2 separate regions of the Rattus norvegicus genome follow, and region 2 is linked to region 1. The links are chromatin contacts, called in public Hi-C maps. All regions are on one chromosome and are shown on one strand. The core of a region is the stretch at or near the end of the contact, and the rest is flanking DNA. Distances in the headings are between cores, read along the strand shown.

The links. Hi-C and Micro-C count contacts between places; a contact is called where the count stands out from the background.
Region 2: a contact with region 1 is called in a Hi-C map of the A7r5 cell line, with 3 times the contacts expected there. The contact joins two enhancer-like sites. A contact is called at or near these places in 2 of 12 Hi-C or Micro-C datasets (the A7r5 cell line and the Rat2 cell line).

The regions. Positions count from the first base shown.
Region 1 is chr15:21,730,845-21,737,832 of GRCr8, forward strand. No RefSeq gene overlaps it. Among named protein-coding and RNA genes, the nearest start is that of Ddhd1, 360 kb to the left of the region's middle. Within about 2 kb of position 1,912, at least 3 of the 93 cell types and tissues checked have an H3K27ac peak or open chromatin away from gene starts, as enhancers often do. A contact at or near this core is called in the A7r5 cell line, where this site is marked.
Region 2 is chr15:22,354,786-22,361,176 of GRCr8, forward strand. No RefSeq gene overlaps it. Among named protein-coding and RNA genes, the nearest start is that of Cdkn3, 140 kb to the right of the region's middle. Within about 2 kb of position 4,051, at least 21 of the 93 cell types and tissues checked have an H3K27ac peak or open chromatin away from gene starts, as enhancers often do. A contact at or near this core is called in the A7r5 cell line, where this site is marked.

The DNA.
Region 1 (6,988 bases), core at 662-3,161:
CGGGCCACAGAGTTCAGGACTCTTCTGTTTACCAAGACTTAGCTGTGTGGAAAGGACATATGGGATTCCCAGGGTGGCTTGTCCTTAGCCTTGCTGATGACCTGTGTAACAAGGGTGTTTGGTTAGGGGTGCGCTCTCTCTCTCTCTCTCTCTCTCTCTCTCTCTCTCTCTCTCTCTCCTCTCTTTCTGTCTCTTGTCAGACTTTAGAATTGAGAAGAATCAGGGACTGGGCCGTTTGGGTTGGAAAGCATCTCAAAAAGTCAAAAAGTAGACTTGGGGCCAGGGCTGAAATTATGGGGATAGAGTCGGGGAAGATGAGAAGAATCAAACAGAGATGCATTGAGAAAGTTTGAGTAAGGGTTAGTGCGGTCCCCAAAGGAAATAAAGACGGATCCACACATACGACAGACAGACACAAGAATAAGTATGTACACATATACTGACTCACAACACACCACCTCGGCTCTCGGCTTCTTTCTTGTAACTCCAGTTCACCCATTGTCCTGCCTCAGGTGCATCTCGAATGAGCTTCTCTATGCCCTCCATGTCCAGTGCAGGTGACAGCATCAGAGAAGGTTGCTGAATGCCTGTTGGGTGTTGTGACAGTGTGAGTAATAGCATCCTAGTGACGGAACATAAGCTAATGGGAAGACATTCAATGTCTAAATGCTTTGACATAAAAATGTAGCAGAAAAAAAAAACCCACCAAGGACTGATTTATCCTTTGTTTTCATGCCCGTTTAAAAAAAAAAATCACATACCACCAAAACCAGAACTCAGAGGACCAGAACTCAGAGATCTGATGTCGCTATGACGTAACCTTTTATGATTTGTATCTTAAAAAATGCTTCATGGAACCAGTCAGTTGCTACATTCAGGGTAAAGACAAGTGGTCACGCGACTTCGTATCGGATGTATGATATGCAAACCGCAGACATGCGTGTTTCATTCTCCTATGTGGGTCGTCGTCAAATTACTTTTGGTGATAAACGTTTCACTCTGATGGCCGATCAGTGAGGGAGTCTATTTTATTTGGAGTTAAAGGAAGGAAGAGTGTTTGAGAGTTTTTCTATGGATACATTCTCTAGTGTCCCTTTCTGTGGCTGCTTCCCTATAGGATGTGGTTGGCAATAGGTTGTGATAAAGTAGGTCTGGGTAGCACTCATAACTAGGTCTTTCCAAACAATCACTTATATAAAATGTAAAGCATCCAGGTTTGCTCACATGTCCCTCTTATGCAGGGTGTTTGTCTTTTTTTATTGGCTTGTCAGGCTTTCCACAGCCTCATTCTTCCCTGCTCCGGTCCTCCCTTGATCGCTTGGGAACCAGCAGATGACTTAGATGAGAGTAGACTTAACTCCACCTGTGAGCTGGATAAATAATTTCCAGGGTCATAAGTGATCTACTGGGTGCTAGGCATTCTCGTGGGTGCCCATTACCAACGCAGTCGCTTTTCATTGGTCAATATTTTCCACCTTGTTCCTCCAACCCCCACCCCCACCCCACCCCCATTAGTAAATTACAGAGGCAGCTTTGTTGTTCAAACAATGGAAATAAAAGTTCCCGGGTTAGGATAATTTTCAGGTTGACTGTTTTTTTTTTTGTTTTTTTTTTTTTGTTTTTTTTCTCCTTGGGAATTTTTTAACTGCACGGACACACCGGGTTTAATGCTGGAGGCAGCCATTCACTCTGAGGAGACATTGCTCACTTCATTAGCACTTTGGGAGTGCCAGCAAAGGGCCCTTGACCTAGAGACCATCTTGCTTTAATAACGCTTTAACACTCGTAAAAGATCTTTAATGGCTACATGAGACATATTTAAATATTAAACGCCATTCCTCGCTGTTGATTCACAAACCCCAGTGCTTACGGCTCCTTCATTGCTTCCCAAGTTGAGGGAATGCGCCCAGTTTCTCACGGCAGCAGTGAGTGAAGCAAACAGACCTGCAGGCGGGAATGTTTCAGCTCTGCCCTGCTGACCTATTTGCCAACCTGAGAACCTCAAATGTTCAAATCTCCAAATCTTGTCGACTTTCGAGTTCCCTGACTTAGAAACGAAGTATTTATCTGTTCAATAAATTTTAATCCTGCTCTGGGAGATTTAGGAAAATACAAGCACTTATTGTTACTGGAACCATTTCCCCCTCCAAACGTGGCTTTTGTTTAATTTAATTCGGCTGCCTGGATGCCCCATTCAAAGCATCACCCTACACAAAGGAGCGGCGTGTACTTATAGCTAAACTTGGCCAGAGCAGTGCCCACTAGTTCAGCCGTCTATTTACGTCAGCGCTTAATGCTGTGCTCGTTGTCCTGAGGGAGAGTCCCCGAGAATTGATGTTGTCTGTTTAATCAGGAAGGTCCCCACGGCCACCTGGCATCATACCATCTAAGACCTTACAGTGATTGCCCTGCACGGATGATAAAAACCACTAAACCCTGCTTTTGTCTTCCCTTCTTTCCTGGGGGTTGGATGGCAGGCTGTGCAATTTGGAGATGCCTTTTATTTACAGAAGGGAAAATTGAGTTACAGACTTCCTGTCATGAGTAGAGATGCCTGGGGAAAAGGAGGGCTGAAAGGAATTCTCAAACAGAGAGCCAGGCTATACAAGCCCAGGAGCACTGGAGCGTTGGCAAGCTTTGCAGTATTCTTGGAATATTTGGGTTCAACAGAGCCCAAATGTATTTTGCTCAGAGCGCCATTTCCCTTTCATTTTCCAGAACCATGTATATTCAAGGAAATGCAATCCGTGTATTTTGGAATCATTTAACCCCCATTTATCAAAATACTGCATGGCAAATACCAGATCTGAGTTCAAGAAAACCCTTGAGCTTTGTGATAAGTGATTCTTTTTTTTTTAAACCACTGAATCTGAGAGTTTAAAAATTGCTTTGAAAGAAATCTTGAGTGGTGAAAAGTTTTCTTCTCAAATTATCTCCCAGGTATCCTCTTCTATCTCTAACACACAGCGATGATAGAGACAGATCTGTTGAGGTGCAGGCCTCTCAGAGACTGCCTTATATGCTCAAAGGCTTTCCCTCTGAGAACCCTTAGCAACACATGTAGCTTAAACAAAACTGGGTTTCTTTTGATGAAGTCATGGCCCTGTTAGTCCCAGCTGACAGCCGAGCCCCGGGTTCAGATGTTTTCAGATCTCATGATCTCAGTCTTCATTTAAACTTCTGTTTTGTCCACTCAAGGACTGCATTAAGTAACTTTACCTTCAGTTCTTACACTGAATTATTATGCATCTTGATTTCTGAGATGTAAATCATATTCCTAAGTTTTATAGATGAGATAAGTGTCTTATTTATTTAGTTCTAGCCTTTTTTGGGTTTGCTCCGTTTTTAAGCCACCGCGGAGGGAGGATAGTCAAGAAACACCCAGCTTGCCACCCCGACCTGTAGCCCAGCTTTTTCTGAGGACCAAAGGACTACAACTAGTGTCTCCATGCTAGTACTTCCTGCTCATGTGTCTCACACTTAATGCTCAGAACACAGTTTGTAATCCTTTCCAGTTGGAAATATTAGGATAAAATGAAGTTACTCGATCCTAGGACGTAGCCCTTTTCCGTTTGGATGGATATTTCGTTTTAACCTCACACAGACAGGAAAGGCAATGCACCCACTTTCTCTTTTATTCATCTCAGTGCTACCCGAGAGGAGATTTTTGAACCCCAGGGAAGGAAGAGCTTTTGAAATCACAAGAGTCTGATCATCAAGGGCGGCTTCAAACTCGAAGACTCTCTGCTCCCAGTTGAAGCCTGACGGAAGAACTCTCACCAGCAATGGCTCCGGTTGAATATTTTAGGAACACGGTATTATTTCTCCAACAGTCTCATGTTGAAGCCCTCATAACTGTCCCTCAAAGCCGGGGATTAGCTACGTTCACTTCATCCAGACTACCCAGCAATAGACTAACACCAGGATCCAGACTTTCTTACTCAAACCCCCAATTCTCATACGCGTCCAGGAGAGACCAGTTTTTTTCTTCCCTTGTGGAACATGGAGGAAACCGTATCTTCCGCCTTAAGACCAGAAGTGGATACATTGCTGTCGTTATTTCGTTAACGTTTCAGTTTGGGGGTTGTTTACTGTTGTTGTTTCGTTTTGTTCTCCTAGGTTATTGGGGAGGCAGGGTGGGAACCTTCAGGGTTTCTTTCGATCAAAGCCAGGCCAGGTTCCTCTCCTTTTTACAATGCGTTTCAGCTAGAATTTAGAAGCCAAAGTTTGTCGGACCAGCTGCTTCTGATCCGGTTTGCACAAGTCTCGATGGAGCCCAAGACGAAACAATTTACTGTAAATGTGTTCGGGATTGGCTGAAAGCTAGGAAGCACTAAAGGATTCGCCTACATTTGGCAACAACAGAAGGTTTGTACGCTTGCCTTCAAACCCTGGATGAAGACCTACAGAGCATTCCTTCCTGGCTCGCGCTTTGAACACACTGGACTCGAAGGAATTCTGGGCAGCAGAGCTTCCAGGAGGTCCTTTCACCTGCCTCTCAAGCTACACCGAGAACTCCGCCTAGCCCAGCTCTCCAACCGAAGCCCAGGTCTTCAGACTCCATGTATTTTGCCCGCAGCAGGATTTAAGAGAACAGCACCCTTTGAGAACTGCCAGGTCCTGCCCTCAGGCGGACACCCTGACCTTGTGAAGTTCAAGTGAGGAGTTTGCTCAAGGGGAGGTCCTTAACTGACAAGCAAGCTGAGGGCCTGAGACCGAGTGCCCAAGGGCTTGCGTCCAGGACTCGTTACATAAGAGAACTTCCAAGAGAGGACAGAACATAGTTTTCAACAAATAAATAAGGCAAAAAGGCTGCGCTCACTAGTGCCACAGCTGGGAAGCAGCTATGAGCCACTGATTTTTCATGCTAGCAAATCCAAACTCTTTGGGAACCAGAGGATGAACCCGGGGCCTGGCACTGGGACTCCTGCAGAAGCGGCGAAAATTCAGAGACGGAAGACTATCTAGAGACCACGAGTTCACAAACACAGCCGAGCGCCAACAACCTGCTTTCCTGCCCTGCCTGGCCTGCCTCTGGTGGGTGCTACCTGTGCAGCGTTTCTTCGGGACGACCACAGACGCAATGCGCAAGGTCGCTGCAGCCCACACTCGAGAGAAATAATTAAACAGTTTTTCTTAACCTCTTGACCGCCTCATTTATTATTGCCATCCATTATGTGTACCTTCTCGAATCGCAGAATCCCCAAACTGAGCTCTGGGGTCAAGGGTTTATTGTTTAATGGAGATAGAACATTTTGTAAATTGCACGGAGTCACAATGTTTATAATAGAAGCTTCTGGTGTACTGAATCTTTCCCATTTAACAAACAGTGAGCTTTGACATGTGCTCTTCCTACATAGAAAAAAATCCGGGGTAAGTGCAGTATTGGCATGCATGTGTTACCAAATCCTTCCTGTAAACCCAGTGACATCTGCAGTCAAATAAAAACATTCCTTTCCCCAAATACCAGGAAACGCTGAGAGGATCACTCATCTTCTAAGGTCATGCTTAAATGAAGTTCTGGCTTTGAGAACACAGAGCAAGGATGAAGAGGGCCAAGAATTTTGTCCAGTACACATCGGCTGCTACAAGCCTTTGGGGACAACCTCTTGTTTCAAATAGGAACACGTGTAGGGAGAAGGTTTTCCTCGAATTTTAATCTTTGGATGAAAAGTGTCGATATTTTAAGAAATGTGCCCATGTTAAAAAGAATAATAATTCCTGTTGACTTAAAAAACAAAAACAAGGGGCTGGGGATTTAGCTCAGTGGTAGAGCACTTACCTAGGAAGCGCAAGGCCCTGGGTTCAGTCCCCAGCTCCGAAAAAAAGAACCAAAAAAAACCAAACAAACAAACAAACAAACAAACAAAAAGAACCCCCCCAAAACAACAGAATTTGTCCTTTCAAGTCAGAAATGGATTTGCCTGAAATAAAGCAAACAGCACAAAAAGCAAGATTACTCGCGTATAAAATACCTACGGTTGAACAAATATTAATATTCTTTAGTAGAGAAACTTCCGCCAAGACTGGGGAGCTGTGAAGAACGATAAGAAGGGCGGTAGAGGTCTAACAACCCTTTGTGTCAGAGAGAAGAACCGTCCATGTGCGTGCTCTGTTCTTTGGGGAATTTTGTAATGTGATGGCCTCTTGCTGCCTATGCAGTAAAAAAAAAAAAAAGTGACCAATGCACACATTGCAAGGAGCATAACTTTTATCTCACAGATGGACAATTGGTTCATGGCACAGGATGCACTTTAAGCCCTCTCTCTCTTTTTAAAAAAAAAATGAAATAAATCCACAATTTTTACATTTGACTTGTTTAGTGCCTCAGGGAGATCTTCCAAAACACCCTTGAGCGCCGTCAAGCAGGCTTTCCTCACTGTCTTGAGTCTGACAGAATCTCTGTAGTAGTCACTGCTTGTTCAGTGCGCTCCCTGCCTTGCTGTGATTCCAGCAAGTCGGGCCATTTCTGATTAGCCAGCAGGTGTCAGTGTGGGTTTGGGTGGCCACACAAGTGACCGCAAAAAGAAGGACTGATGCGAGAGAAGGGGAAGAAATGGAATGTGAAAAGCAGGTTCTGAGAGGAAAAGAAAAAGGCGCGCGTGCACACGCGCGCACACACACACACACACACACACACACACACACACACACACACATCTATGGCCCCTTTCTTCAGACTATCAAGAATTCTGTACTGCTCTCACTCTCTGAGAGCCCCAGAAACATATTCACTTAGAGAAAGGAAGTGGGAGCCTCCATTACTGAAGTTAGCGCCAGTACATAAAATAGCAGCGGAAATGAGCAAAGCTGGGAGACGAATTCTTGTAGCCTTTTCCTAGTCTCTCAAGTCTTAGCGGTATAGTTCATCTTTTTAAACCGTAGACATCATCGCTTTATCTCAGACATGATGAATGTCTTCCAGCCTTTTGGTAGACTCATGGCCCAGAATGAGGTCTTGGCTATCTCTAACCTCAGGGGTAAAATA
Region 2 (6,391 bases), core at 2,801-5,300, 630 kb after region 1:
TAAGGTGCTCAACTAGGGAGAGGAAAACAGTAAGGGTAGCTATGGAAAGAGTTGAACTGTGCTAGAGAGATGGCTCAGTGGTTAAGAGCACTGACTCCTCTTCCAGAGGTCCTGAGTTCAATTCCCAGCAACCATCTATAGTGGAATTTGATGCCCTCTTCTGGTATGTCTGAAGACAGTGGCAGTGCATTCACATACATAAAATAAATGAAATGTTTGAAAAGAAAAAGGGCTTGAGCTGGAATGAATGTAATCAAAATACATTGTACAGAGTTCTCAAGGACATAAGAAAAACATTAATTAAAATGTTTCTACTATATCTATTCACTGTATGTGGTACTGTGTTGTATAAAGACACTTTGATATAAGCATATATTATAGGTTAACTATGACTCTCACCTTTCTGTCCTTCGCCTTTTATTGTCTCTTCCTCCTTCCTTTGTTCATATGGACAATTTTGCTTTTACTTACATGTCTTATATATCTATCTATATCTATCTATATCTATCTATATCTATCTATATACATATACACACACATACACACACATATATACATGTACATATACATAAACATATATATAATGTTGGAACCACACATGATAATTTTCCTTCTGAGACTGGCTTAGAATTATTATCTCCTGTTACACTGTTCTTTTTTTTTTTTTTTTTTTTTTTTGGTTCTTTTTTTCGGAGCTGGGGACCGAACCCAGGGCCTTGTGCTTCCTAGGTAAGCGCTCTACCACTGAGCTAAATCCCCAGCCCCTACACTGTTCATTTTTAAAGGTAACTTTTTTGCAAGGTACTTTTTTAAAGTTACAGGATAAAGGTTACATTATGGAAACCCCAAATACACATGCAGGGAATGCCTGAGAAAGAAACTGTAACACTGTGTCTGTTGTGTAAGGGATGGCTGTGGCTTGAGTGAACCAATTCAAATACAGCTGTGTCTGAAACAGAACAAGGTGGGGCTTGGGCAGCACATCAAAGTGACTCAGGGCAAAGACTGCCAATGTTGCTGATGTGGGAAGAAGAGAATTAATAAATTTGTTTAATAAGGTATAAAATTGAAAAATATATTGGGTTTTTCATCCGTGTGTCAGAATAACCCATAGAAGCAACTTCACCAATAAGGATTTATTTTGACTGATGCTTTCAAGAGATTTCAGTACATCTTGGTGGGGAGGGCAGAACGAGGAGCTCGGCCAGGGTCAGAGGTGACTGCTCGAGTCATGGCTGCCAACTGGAAAGCAGAACTTGGGCTGGAACCAGAGGTACAGATAAGGCCTGACTTCAGCAACCCACGTCTGTTAGGTAGGCCACAGGTCTCAATGGTCCTAAAACCTCTAAGACAGCACTGCAACTGGACAAAATGCTCAAACACATAGGTCTGAGGAGGACATTTCACACTCCAACCGTAACAAGATGATTCTCAACATACATAACTACATTAACAAATATCTGCGTAGACAAGCAATTGCTCAATCTGCCTGCATCTTTTTACTAAGAAAGTGGCCAGGTGGTGATGGAGGTTAGCAGTGTTGGCGATGCTGGGGCACTGTGTGTCTTTATTGCCAGGAGGTAGAAGCAGGCAGATCTCTGAGTTCATGGTCTACAGAGTGAGTTCCAGGACAGCTGGGGATACACAGAGAAACCCTGTCTTGAAAACAGAACAAAACAAAAGGTGAAACTCTCCCCTATCTGTAGAAAAGGAGAGAAAAACAAAATGCTAGCTGTAGAAAGGTGCACATTTTCTCTTTAGCATTCTCCGAGGACAGGCGCAATTCTGCCCTTCGAGTAATTAATAGTTTGGCACTGAGAATATTGTTTTCCTTGGGTTTCACATACCATGTCATGACCTGGCCATCAACTGTCACCTAATGCTCTCCTGACAATTCTTTCTCATATCACCTCCCCTCCCCAGCCCTCTTCCCTTACTCCTGTGCTTGGAGATCTAGGAAGAGTCAAGCTATACACACGACCTACCCACCACGCACTCAGTCCCTTAGGAAGAACAGGAGAGAACTTTCCTCTTATCAGCAAGATGTGTATCAACGTGCGGTTGGAAGCCATTGTACTAGAAATGGAAGCCAGGAGCCGGATATGCATGTTTATACTTGTGTTGCGTTTTTAGCGTGTGACTGGCTCTGCCCTTACAGATGTACAAGTCTGATAATTTATTTCTTCATTATTACACTAAACTCTCAGCTCTGGTTTCATTGATAACGAAATAAAGACCAGGCTGGATGTGCATGCCTGAAATCCCAGCGCTTGGGAAGCTGAAACAAGAGGATCATTGGTGTGACCCAGTCAGTTGGGTCACATAGTTGGAACTATTTGGGACAAGGACCCCAAACTACAAAACTTAGAGAGGTGGCTCAGTGCTAGGATGCTCACCTAACATGAGCAAAGACTGAGTTCTACGCCCCCAGGACCAGCAAAAGGTGGGGGTGGGGAAAGAAAAGGCTGGACAGTCATCTCCCCCTTACTCTTCTTTATCTGGGGCGCAGTCATTTGTCACCTGAAAGGGTGTTCGGGGCTCTGCCTACACCAAGTCTCACTTTTCTTCCCGTTTCTGGAGACAATCAGGAATTGCATAAACAGAGCTGGCTGGCAGGGGAAGGAACATCCCTCCCCCACACTTCCTTCTCTCTGCCAGGCTTACTCACCCTTCAAGAGGAGGAAGCACAGCTTTGCTGACCCTGTCAGGGAACAGGTTGCCCTGGAACACATGAAAATGGCCACTCTTGAGAATGCTCTGGAAAGGTGAACTGTGGAGGTCACTGGGTATGTCAACTGGGCAGGCTGGTTTTTCCCACTGACCTCTGGTATTCACCACTTCAGAACTACCAGACACAGTCCCGCCAGCAGACACCTGCCTTCCCACCCAAGCCGTGTCCCTTCCCTCCTCCAGCTGCTCCAAGCACCTTGGTCCAGAAGACCCAGAAGCATCCTGCCCAGTCAAGCTGTCAGAGCTGGAATACAGGCTCAGGGGTGGGGCTTAGTGAAAACCTAATCCCGATGCTGCAAATTCACAACGCTAATAGGGTCAGGGCCACACTAGAGGGGTGAAGCTAGCCAAGAGTGTGAGGCCATGTGGTATAGTGTCCCAGAAGCTCGCTCTCTCTCTAATTCAAATACAGCATTCCCAAGTCACTAAGTTCAGAGGAAGCAAAGTTATCTGCTGGGATGAAACTATTTGAACAAACCATCCCAAGTGGTTGGGAAAGTGGCATTTGTCTCAGAGCTACACTTCTCTTGTTGGGAGATATGTAAGCCTTCGTTAGGGCATTGAAATCTGTCTTGGCTCTGTGCCCTTTCAGTCTTGCTCCACCAGGCAGACTGTGGCCAAAGCCACATTCATTCTCAGGAATGTTCTGTCCAGGGAGGATTCCTGGGATGTGATCTGTGGTCAGCAAGAAAGCCCTTTTGATCCCAGCCACAAGAATGCAGCTGAGTTCAGAATCCCCCTCTCCATAAATTAGAGTCCTCTGGGGAGCTGTGGGCGTGGCTCTTGGTGCAGGTGCCGGCCTTCAGCAGTCCTGAGGGGCTACTCCCTCACTTTGAAAGCCTTCTAGAAGCTGCTGGAGGTGGAATGGTAAACCCATAAGGCCGCCCGCACTCACACACAAAGTCTTCCCCGCTTCCCCGGGGCGTCTGTTTTGCTCGTTCTAGCCGCCAGGTGTGGGTGCCTGTCTGCTTCGCTTCTGTTTGCTATTTCATGTCTAACTGTGAGCCCTGGGTTGGGCTCAGCTCGTGAACTTGGGCCAAAGGGTTCTCTGGGTACACTGTTTTGACTGTGTCCAAAAAAACGCAGAAGGAAGCAGCCACTCAAGCTGCCGAAGACGTGGAAATAAACCAAACCAGCACCACTACTAAGCTTCGGGGCCTGCCTGGATCCTCAGAGCTACTGTAGACTGGTGAATCTGGAATCCTCCCTCCAGACGTGCCTGCGTGCCTCTGGGAAGGGGCCCTTCCCTTAACTAGCCACACGCTTCCTGTCCAGACCGGCCTCGAGATCAGCAGGATGTACCTGCCAGACTGGGCCCCTCTCCAGTTTTGATGGCTAGATACTCCGGCACACTGTGAAGCCTTCCAATGAGTCATACCCTGGGACTCTTCAGAGTGACATTCTTGGCCTCTGTGTTCAACAGGACATAACAGCGGTAGCCTTTTCTCAACACTCAATAAGTCTAGGTACCTGGTAAGTAAGTACTTTACAAACCTTTGCCTCTCAGTTCTCATGACCGTAGGAAGTTAGTTACCTCCGTGGTAGATTGTTGTGTGGTTGGAGAAACTAAGGATTAGACAAGATAACTGATCCAAATTTGCCAACCCAATGCAATTAAACTAATGATGATGTTAAGGTGGGTCTCATTCTGATTCTCAGAGAACACAAACCTGTGACCGCTCTCCCTGCAAAAATAAATAAATAAATAAATAAATAAATAAATAAATAAATAAATAAATAGCAAGTTAAAGTAGTGCCCATGTCTTTATTGCCACCACCATAGAGGCTGAGGCAGGAGGATAGCAAACTGGAAGCCGGCCTGGCCACATCAAAATACGGGCAGAACTGAGCAGATGTCAAATCCAGAGGCAAGACTCTGGGAGGTTTGAGATTGCAAGCGAAAGGAGGAAAAGAGGAAAAACCAACAGGGTCCACTGAGACCCAGGAAGGTCCAGAGCCATGGAGAACTCATGAGTAAGCCAGGGGGTTCAGACAGCCTCTCTGTGCCTGTAGTAGGCCCATGGATGCTACAAGTAGAGATCACTACCACCCAGGGCCAACCTTAAGTAGGACCAGGTTCAGAGTCTTAGAAAACTAGCCTTGAAAAAAACCACACGCTACACACACTGGATACCTCTTGAGCAAACAGAAGACCTGTCTTTACCCTCCTGGCCAATAAGGAGACTGCTTTCTAGGGGTTTCTTTGAGGCCGAGGAGGTCTGGGCACCTGTCACAGACTAGGTCAAGAGTGGGGAAGGGCTGAGTCATGATGGCCAGGCCTTCCCATCACTCCCTGCTCTGTCTCTCTCCTTCTCACCCCCTGGAATGACTCAGAGCAACAGCTAAGGTGACTCAGAGAGGAATCCTTCCCAGTTCCTAAGAAAACATGCACTCGGCCAACAACGAGGTGTATTTCCTTGTGGCTGTGTTATTTTAACAGCAAATGTGTCTCCGTGATGGAGCCAACATCCTAGCCAAACCGCTCTGAGCCAAACCACGCAGGGTCACACGGCAGGCCACTTTGAGTGGGGAGAGACTGTTTACAATAAATCCAGGCAGGCTCTGAAACACCAATTTATTCTTCCTGAACCACACCATGAGAAATGATCGAATCCAACGAGGGACTCTGAGACTCATTATTTTAAGTGGGACGACCGGTTATGAGGGATGTTGGCAGCTGGAGCCCCAGGGAAAGGCTCGTGTGGCTGCCGGAGGGCCAGGGTGCCAAGACCCACAGGCGGACGCTGCCCGAGCCTTTCCTTCTTTGTCCTTCTTCCTCTGCCTCTGGCTTTTGACTGCTCTGCACATGGCCTCTAACTGAATGTGGAGTTAACAGATGAAATAGGCACTGTTGGCTGTTCTAGGTAGCCAGACACAATATAGGCGATGGTTCAAAACCATCTGTAGAGACGTTTCCTTTATGATTACTTTAACTCTCCTCTCACTCCTCCCCTCCCTCCTCCTCCTCTTCCTTCTTCTCCTCCTCTCATCCTGTAACAAAGCAGACTCTCTATTACCAGGAGATGCATCTACAAGCCTCTGCCCTTCCCACTGGCTTACATGAGTCAAGGCTCCAAAGAGAACGTTCTAGGAATTTGTTTTCTGTCCCCTCCTTGTCCTCAACCCTCTTAGCCTCGGAAGCTGTTTACAGCCAGCCTCTGAATACAGTGATGATGTCATCTCTGGGCGACAAGGACCCTCCTGCATCCGTTGCCATGGCAACCGTGTATTACCTGCATCACCAGCGTCACCTACATCACAACCCCGGATAAAAGACACGGACCCCAACCCATAGCCCTCTTTTCCCTCTCTCTTCACTTCTTCCCCTCTTTCCATAAAGACCTTCCAAAGTGAGAACTGTGCCGGCTTGGCATGATCTGCCTAGGGACATGTTGCTTTTCAGCTAACAAACCCAATGTTAGGTGAATACAAATAACTTCCTTGAAGCTTCCTCCCTCTTTGTCCTTTATAGAGAGTTCTTCAGTGCCATCCTACAAACTAATTCTCACTGGTCACTAGGCTCTGGGTAACTTAGTGGCCGTCTGCACCAATCACTTAGGTGGTGACAGAGAGAAGAAACTCTAATCTGAATATTCTCCGGTAAAAAGACAGTGTCTGTTAGAGTGGGGCCCTGATGAGTCCCTAAGCTCTTGCCTTGTAT